2 separate regions of the Danio rerio genome follow, and region 1 is linked to region 2. The links are chromatin contacts, called in public Micro-C maps. All regions are on one chromosome and are shown on one strand. The core of a region is the stretch at or near the end of the contact, and the rest is flanking DNA. Distances in the headings are between cores, read along the strand shown.

Region 1 (4,351 bases), core at 619-3,118, 170 kb before region 2:
AATTGTCAAACTACTTGTTCTACAATCAAGTGTGTTCATATATAAAAAGTAGAATATATAATAAGAAACATAAGTTTGCAACATCAAGCAGTCTAAACATCAATAGGAGTGAATGAAACCAGAAGTCTTGAGCCAAAAAGTCATACATGAAGAATAAAGTCAATATTAACATTCTTACCAAGAAAAGTAAATGTCTTCCCAGCATTGGTAACTCCATATGTAAAAATCAAGGAATTCCCTCCGTCCAAAACTTCTTTAACAAGACTTTTGGTTGTTCCATCAAAAATCTCTTTCTGAGTTGTTTCGGGACCGTACACCTAAAAATGAATTAAGCTTAAATGTCATGTTGAATAAATTAAACCTCAAAAATACTTAATACTATAATATATTATATTATATATAATTCCTAAAATATATTTCAAATAAATGACTGTAGAGGTGTCATACTTGTGAGAACTGAAATCGTTGTGCCAGTTGTGGTCCAAATCTCTCACTGTGTCTGGCAGTCAGAGATGCTTTTGGTGCCTTCAGAATCACAGTATCTGGAGGCTCAATGGAGATACAATCCTGTTGGATGAAGTTACACACATAATAACATATTACATAAGGGGAATTAAGTGGATAATCTGTCAAACAAACAAACAAATAAACAAATAAATAAATGTCACCATTTCTCATGTTGTTCCAAAAACAACAAAAGGGAAAATATAAATGACGTCGCTATTCAACTTAACATGTTTTTAAAAGTTATAATAAGGGGTTTTAAACATGAACATGGGGAAAAGTCTTATAACTTAATATTTTCAAAGATTTGTCAAAAATGTGCAAGCACCTGTGATTCTCCTTCAGCTCTCTCTGTTGAGGTGAACGGACGTACGCGGAGATAGACCTGCAAATGCTCTTTTTCAAGCGACACCGAGTCCTGTTAGAAAGAGAAATGTACACCAGGAAATGTTAGCTTCGGCCAAAAATCGGATTCGACTGCTTTAGAAGATGAGATAATAAATACCCTGGATAATTTGGAGAACTCGGAGAAAAGATCTTTTCGGAGGTCTTCAACCGTTATAGAGTCGACACGGTCAGGCTTGTGATTTAAACACGATTCCATCATCTTGATCAAACCTGTAAAGAAGTTTGACGTTTAAATAAAGAAAGTTATTGCGTAATAATAAAGATGTATTTAACGTTACGTTAGGTGGCGACAAATGGAACAACGACTCATAACTTACTAACGTTGCCGAACGCGTTAAAACTAGCTTTCGTAAAACATGTTAACCTTATTCGTATCGCATTAAACTAATCAACATTGTTTAATAGCATGAAACAATGTAAAACGATTCCCTGTGTGTTTTCATTTCAGATAATTTCACTTACTTTTCCCTTATTGTTATTATTTCCTTTTGTTTATCCCGTTTACATCGCTTACATGCTTCTTTCCAGTGGTCGCGGTTCTCCTTCTGTTTAAATCCGACCAATTGGAGAGCACGCTACAGACGTAGCTCCACCTCCAACAGGAAGTAAAATATACTGTGGTTCTGGTTGACTGACAGGACGGTCGAAACTAATGTAAGGAAAAGTAAAACGGAACTAGCCCACAAGGCTCAGTTATAGGTTGACGCTTTATCTTGTGATCGAACTTGTTTGAGAAATCAACGTATTTTTGTGGTTTAAATTACACAGTTTTAAAATAATAAGTCTGTTTACCAGGAATTAGTTTTTTTGTGATTTTGTACTTTCTATTCCATTAATGCTCTCACTCCAGTCCAGTAGGTGACGGTAATGTACCTATCATTTGCTTACTATCAGTCTTAAAAAACACCAAACGAAGGAGATCATATTTTACCATGTGGTTCTCTGTACCATGGATGTGTGTGTTCAGTAGTTGAAACGGTGTATTCTTATATGAACTTACCAGTGAACACTTTTCCCGAATCCCATCAATAGGAGAAAGATGTCTGTGTTTATGGATTTAAACATCATCAATAGTAGTGATAAGAACAGACTGAAACACATCATAGAGACAGCTGCTCACCGTAAGTAGCAGTACAGTTACGATCCAGACAATTTGGATTGGTTTCCCCCTAACATGACTTAAAAATAACGCGTAGAACGCCGTTTGAACAGTGCTTTGGAGTAGGATGTCGGATATATTACAGACACAAGCAAATCACATTAGGCACATTAAACGGATAATCTGTCAAACGATGAGGAAAACGTCACTAATTATTCTGTTCTCAGCTCTTGGAGGTCAGACGTTTCATTGCTGAAATTCCCAGCTCCGACTAATTGAAAGTTGGTTTTATATTCGCACATTCAGTCTTTCTCATTAATAATATAGTTTCAGAAAAGTATTCATTGTAAATGGTAAAATCATATTAGCAGTCAACAACTATCAAAGTACAGCATTGTTCACAGTTTGTGAAGTGTATGCAATTTATGTCACTGAACGAATGTGTGAATATAAAACCAACTTTACCTCAATCTCCGACTATATCTATAATGCGGCGCAATAACAGTTGTATTCTCTAACGTTAGTGTTCACGTGTGTAAGCGAAGTATGAAACGTTATTAATTGTTCATACAGTGTTTATTGATATTTCCTTTTTACGTTGAATCTTGTATCAAAAGTTGTTAGTAATTGAAAACGTATTTCAACTTTTCATAATTAGCTGATTATTACTATTTACCAGCTGTCTACTGCTCCTAGCAGGATAACCAGTACGTAATGGCGATGGCTAACTTTGATTAGTTAGACTAAGAAATGCATAGATTATGCTGTACTTTTAGAGAAACCCCTAATGCTCATATACTTTTTGCTGTATTTTCAGTTGGCTACTCAACGGTTGCAATAAACTATGTAGTTGAGCCACTACAGAAGAAACAGGTACAATATAGAGGAGTTAAACTAAACTGCATTATCGAGTTGTGCGTGCGTGTGTGTGTGTTTGTATGATGCTCTTATTTTCTTGTTTTACAGGAAATTCCTAACCCACAGAGTATTTCAGACTTATTTGATAAATTTCCAGTTGTCCAGGTAATTAGCTTAAACATATCTTCCGAGATAATTAACAATGATGTGTTCTTTTTAATTAATTTTTTTCTTCTGTTATAGGGCAAATCTTCTCCAATCAAAGTGCTAAATCGATTGACCATTGTGGCATCTGATGCATCACATTTTGTAAGTTTATACTTCGTAAACTCTAATATAATTTGTGCTAAAGTATTATACACATTATATTGTATTATATACTGCAGTATTATATGGTGAGACTGTTTGTGTTATTCTCCTTAGAGACCTACTAATGAATACAAAAAATTTGACCTTGTGGCGGTGTACCCCAAAACTGAAAAGCTCTTTCATGTAAGTGTAGTTTCAATTCTACATTGTGTTTTAGTTTTAGTTGAGGTTTAGTTCACCCTAAAATGAAAATGAGTTACTCACCCACACGGCATCTTATATGCCTTACCTTTCACTCAAATTCAATTGAAGTTATTTAAAAATGTAGGATTTCCAGCTCTGCAATGGTAAATGTCAGCTGATTATCAGCAGTCCAAAAGAATTCCAATAAAGTGCATCATCCATAATAAAAAGTGCCTAACCCTAGTGAACTAACCCTTTACATTTTGGATAATGGGTAATTAGTTTATCATTTTTGATTTATATTTATATATATATATATATATATATATATATATATATATATATATATATATATATATATATATATATATATATATATATAAAATACATTTTGATTATCAAACATATAATCTATTGTGGTATTAACATTTTCTTTGTCTTTTCCCTCACCTGAGCCAGGCAGCCTGCATGACTTTTGATGTTGACATTATCTGCATTGCAGTGACGGAAAAACAGCCCTTCCATTTTAAAAGGGCTCCAGTTAATGGGGTGAGTTATTGCATTTTATCCATATCTATACCTATGTACATGGTCACCTAGCGGAATTTCATAAAGCATAAACATTTAAACAACTTTTTCAAATGCCTCTTATGTTAAAAGCAACTTTTCACATTGTGCCGATGATATGGTTTAAGGGATAGTAAAGTAGAGATGAAATAAACAAAGCTTTGAAACAAATAATCCTATAGCTTTGCAAATGTATTCACTGTTTCAAAGCCATTGTCTCCATCGCCACAGAGCGGCTGCCACTTCGTTTGAGTTGTTCTGACAGGTCAAAGGCTCTAACATGATTCGCTCCTGGCATTCTGATTAGAGGATTTCAAAATATTGCAGACAACTGATTTAATGGATTCAGATACAGTTTTGTTGGCCATTCTCAATGACAAAATAGCCAAGCAACATCGCTCAGCAACACTGCTTTAAAGGTTG
Region 2 (4,183 bases), core at 699-3,198:
AGCTGATGCAGGATCGCAGAGGTTTGTATTGGTTGACAAGGTTCCTGGATTTGCAGTCCTCATATGAACTGAGGAAACTGCGAAGAGGCGGCGAATGGGCCAGGCAGATTCTCATTGCCACATCCACAGGCATAATTGGACTTGGCATTGGCCTGGGGTTCAGTATCTGCAGAACCCTGTGATGAAGACAATAGAGAAAAAACACTAGAGTGACCAATTAGGAAGGAGATTTGACAGTCACATAGTTAAAGTCTTGGCCCAGAATGTAGAGATTAACAAACAAACCACTACAGTTTCAGCTAGCTTTACAGTTACTAGTTTTACAGTACATTTAGAACCATATCTGCTGATTTTATCTTAAACAGATCAAGTTTCCTATGAATGGCCAAATAGTTGATTTTTCAATCACTGCTAGTAAAAATAGTATTTTTTAAATGTTACTTTGTACATTAGGCAACATATCAAGTCAGTCCAAGAGTACAGTAGGTCTATAGCAATTCCATATTCTAATTTAATTAGTCAAAATAACTAGTCCTACTTAGTTATACATAGGGCCAGACAGAATCTGCGAACATTTTTTACTATTTTTGCGGAGAGTTTTGTAACAAATCTGCAGATTAATGTGGAATATTTTTTGGAATATCATAATTAAAAATGTAATATATGAAATAAAAAATACCTTTTTAATTTTTATTTAATGTTTGCAATGCAAATCCAATTGTATGCACTTATTTGGTAAACAAACCAAGCTTCTTATATAATATATCTACTAAAAGACAAAAAAAAAATACTTTACAAACTGTATTGTAAATAAATTATATTGACATTTTCATATGTCAATAATATTACTGAAATTATATAAAAAACTGAATAAATATAAATTGACACACATCTACACAAGTAAATAAACAGCCTCAATGATGGGCAAAAAAATCTGCGGAAATCTGCAGATTTCTGCATGCGCAGATTCTGTGTGGGCCTAGTTATGTCATGTAGTATTTGTAAAATATTATTGACACTAGAAACTACGCAGTACTACGAGAAACGAAGAGTTACTACAAACAATTTAACAGATATATGAATAAAACTGATATCAGAACCACAGACAATAAAATATGCTGCAGCAAAAATAATGGAATATGTACCATGTGTACTTGGATAATACAGTAAACAGCACACTGTAAAAAATTCTGGTTGACTTAGATTTTTAAACTGAATAAAATTTTTCTTATGAGTCCATGAACTTACATCATGTTGAAGTGACCTAAAACAGCTTGCGTAACTTATGAAATTAAGTTAGAACATGATTAACTTAGTTTAATAAGTAATAATGGTCTAAAAGCATATGCTGTCAGGACTGATCATATAGTTTTTTACAATGCAGAATCGATAATAAAAGTAATACAATTTGAAGCAATTTTTGTGAAAAAGTAAATGGCAGCCTCTCTGCACGAACAAAAAGCCAAAAGTAACTGATAAACACACTAATACTGATATAATAACGTTAGTTACAAGAGTAACTAAAATAAATAAGTCAAGAAACCATGTCACAGCACCAAGCAATTAAATATAAGTAGAAACACACACTAATTAGTTAAAACAACCATAAAACAGCTTGACATCGTTAATGTTCGATTATTTAAACGAGCATTATTTTAAACCGAATCTAAATGATCAATACTATTAAGAGAAACTCATTCTTTAGACTTTTCCAGCATGATTAAGTTCATCGCTGAATTGTGACGCACTCTGTATTCTTACCTGGTGCAATTCATTGAAACCGGTGGTTGGTTTCCAAAACGTCTCAAACGGTTTGCTCTGCGATAGTTTGATTAAGCACTGATTTCTCCTACGTGCCCTTAAACTTCATTTAAAAACGTTTCGAGCAGCACCATAACTAAAACCCCGCTGAAGAACAGTGGTTTGCTGCGGCACGCCCCCTTCACGGTCCAGCCGTACTGCAAAAGTCAAGAGCGTTCAGCCGGTACATCAAGCCTCTGCGCGCATTGGCTCACGGTAACCCACCCTGACAGCCAATGGGAGAGCGCGAGTGCGAGGCGCTTGAGCAATCAGCGCTCAGGAAAGAATCAGTCGTCTCGCGCGTGCAAAGGGAGATCAGCCCAGCAGAAAGAGAGGGGAAAAGAGAGAGAGAGAGTATGGGGGCGGGAGGAGAGCTCATCCAAATTTAGACAGCCTGTGAAAGTCCTGCGAAGCGGTGACGCGCGATCTGTGGATTACAGTAATTTCCGTTTTGCATTTCCTTTTTTGTTATTATTTTTGATGGGCTTATACGTGTGTGTCACTGTATTGCACTACTAATAAAATAACGTTTGAGACTCTATGGTCTTTACACTTTTAAATAAGTTATTTTTTTTCCATTTTGTGTCAGTCTATGAAACAAATACAACAAACAACAAAACAAACAACCAAAGCTGCTGATTAAGTTGTGGCTTAAAAATGGCAAAAAGGGTGGCTAAAATGGCTCATGGAGATGCAGTAAATGGAGAGAAATCCTCATGAGCAAGAGGAATGTGCAACACACTGAGTAACTGGAAATTTAGGAATTTTCTGTGATAATATTTTTTTAAACAATATTTCAATATAACGCTTTCAAGCCATGGTGCAGTCACATGAATAGCAGAATAAATAAACTTTATTAAATGTGAGACATTTAAATTCTCCTGTAAAGCAGTTCTCAGCGTGCATCATAAAGACTGCAGTACAATACAGATACTATTGCTAAAAAGAGAAAAGTGTCATCATTAAGCTCAAGTTAGTTTAGTTTTGAGTCAAATCGTGGAAAACTGCAGATGTTGCAAAATGTGAAACCTATATGGTTTAACTATAAACCAGATGTGTAATCAGAATATCAATAGTCTAATAGGCCTACTTTTATCCTGTTTTTTAAAACCTCAGTTAAGCAAGTCAAATGTAATTGTGTGTGAGGAACCCAGACTCCATCGTGACAGAAGTTGTGAAAAATATTTAACCAAATTTGTGCAATTTATTCATTCATTCATTTATCCATTTATTCATTCATTTTCCTTAGTCTTTTTATTAATCTAGGGTTGCCACAGCAGAATGAGCCGCCAACTTATCCAGCGTATGTTTTACGCAGTGGATGCCCTTCCAGCTGCAACCCATCACTGGGAAACATGCTTACACTCCCATTCACACACATACACCGTGGAAAATTTCGCTTACCAATTCACCTTTACAACATATTTTTGAGCTTGTGGGGGAAACCAGAGCACACCAGAGAAAACCCATGCGAACAGGGGGAGAACATGCAAACTCCACACAGAAATGCCAACTGGTCCAGGCTGGAACCAGCAACCTTCTTGCTGTAAGGCGACTGTGCTACCCACTGCGCCATCATGCTGCCCAACAAATTTGTGCAATGTTTAAATTTATTTTTTTAAGAATAATCAGAATTATAATTACATAATCATCAATAATCTTACATGGATAAAAAAGTGAAATCAGGTTATGCAATAGAGTATTTATATAAAATTTCAGTCTGTCATCTGTGAGTGTTAAACATTCATGAAGCTGTCATGCTCTATTGCTGTTACAGTAGAGGGTCAATATGCTGTATGTTGCAACGACAGCAGTCTATTGAGTAATGTGACCTACATTAGCAAGAGCTCCATATCGCAACATTTTACAGTGTGTAATGCATTTATTACTTGTGATAAGAATGGATGAAAAACAGAGTACATATTTCACATCATATTTTAGATACTACATTGATATATTTAAAATATTGGGTGACTTCTTACTATCATGAAATACACACACAAGCACACACACAACAAATATTGCTGATGTAATGTTCCATAATTAGTTAGCATTATTGATACATACATAAATTTTTAGAATGGCAGATGTTGACATTTTTTTTAAAAATTTGAATATATTTTAAAAATCTATTTTGTCCCTTTTTGTGATGATTTCAAAGAAGATTTTTCCTAAATATTCCCCCAAACACATGATCTTTCAGAAATTATTCAGATTTTCTGATTCGCTGTTCCCAAACATTTTATTTTATTTTTATTTGTTAAATACAGTTAGTAGATTTATTCAGCTTTCTTCCATGAATAGAAAGGTCAGAAGAAATGTATTTATCTGATATATAAATCCTTCCGCAATATACTGTAGTTTCTTGGTCATCGTTCATTAT

The links. Hi-C and Micro-C count contacts between places; a contact is called where the count stands out from the background.
Region 1: a Micro-C map of caudal fin shows a contact between it and region 2, with 10 times the contacts expected there. The contact joins the promoter of rpp30 here to the promoter of ppp1r3cb in region 2. A contact is called at or near these places in 1 of 18 Hi-C or Micro-C datasets (caudal fin) and 1 of 4 datasets of contacts at active chromatin or transcription factors (gastrula embryo).

The regions. Positions count from the first base shown.
Region 1 is chr12:18,040,837-18,045,187 of GRCz12tu, reverse strand. rpp30 (ribonuclease P/MRP 30 subunit) reads left to right here and starts at 1,868. Exons shown (of 11, transcript NM_001013479.1): 1 at 1,868-2,033; 2 at 2,829-2,884; 3 at 2,978-3,034; 4 at 3,113-3,178; 5 at 3,293-3,361; 6 at 3,821-3,910. The coding sequence starts at 1,952. kif20bb (kinesin family member 20Bb) reads right to left here and starts at 1,459. Exons shown (of 31, transcript XM_073918315.1): 1 at 1,375-1,459; 2 at 1,010-1,122; 3 at 833-922; 4 at 448-567; 5 at 179-317. The coding sequence starts at 1,111.
Region 2 is chr12:17,871,646-17,875,828 of GRCz12tu, reverse strand. ppp1r3cb (protein phosphatase 1, regulatory subunit 3Cb) reads right to left here and starts at 1,948. Exons shown (of 2, transcript NM_200834.1): 1 at 1,762-1,948; 2 at 1-176. The coding sequence starts at 1,775.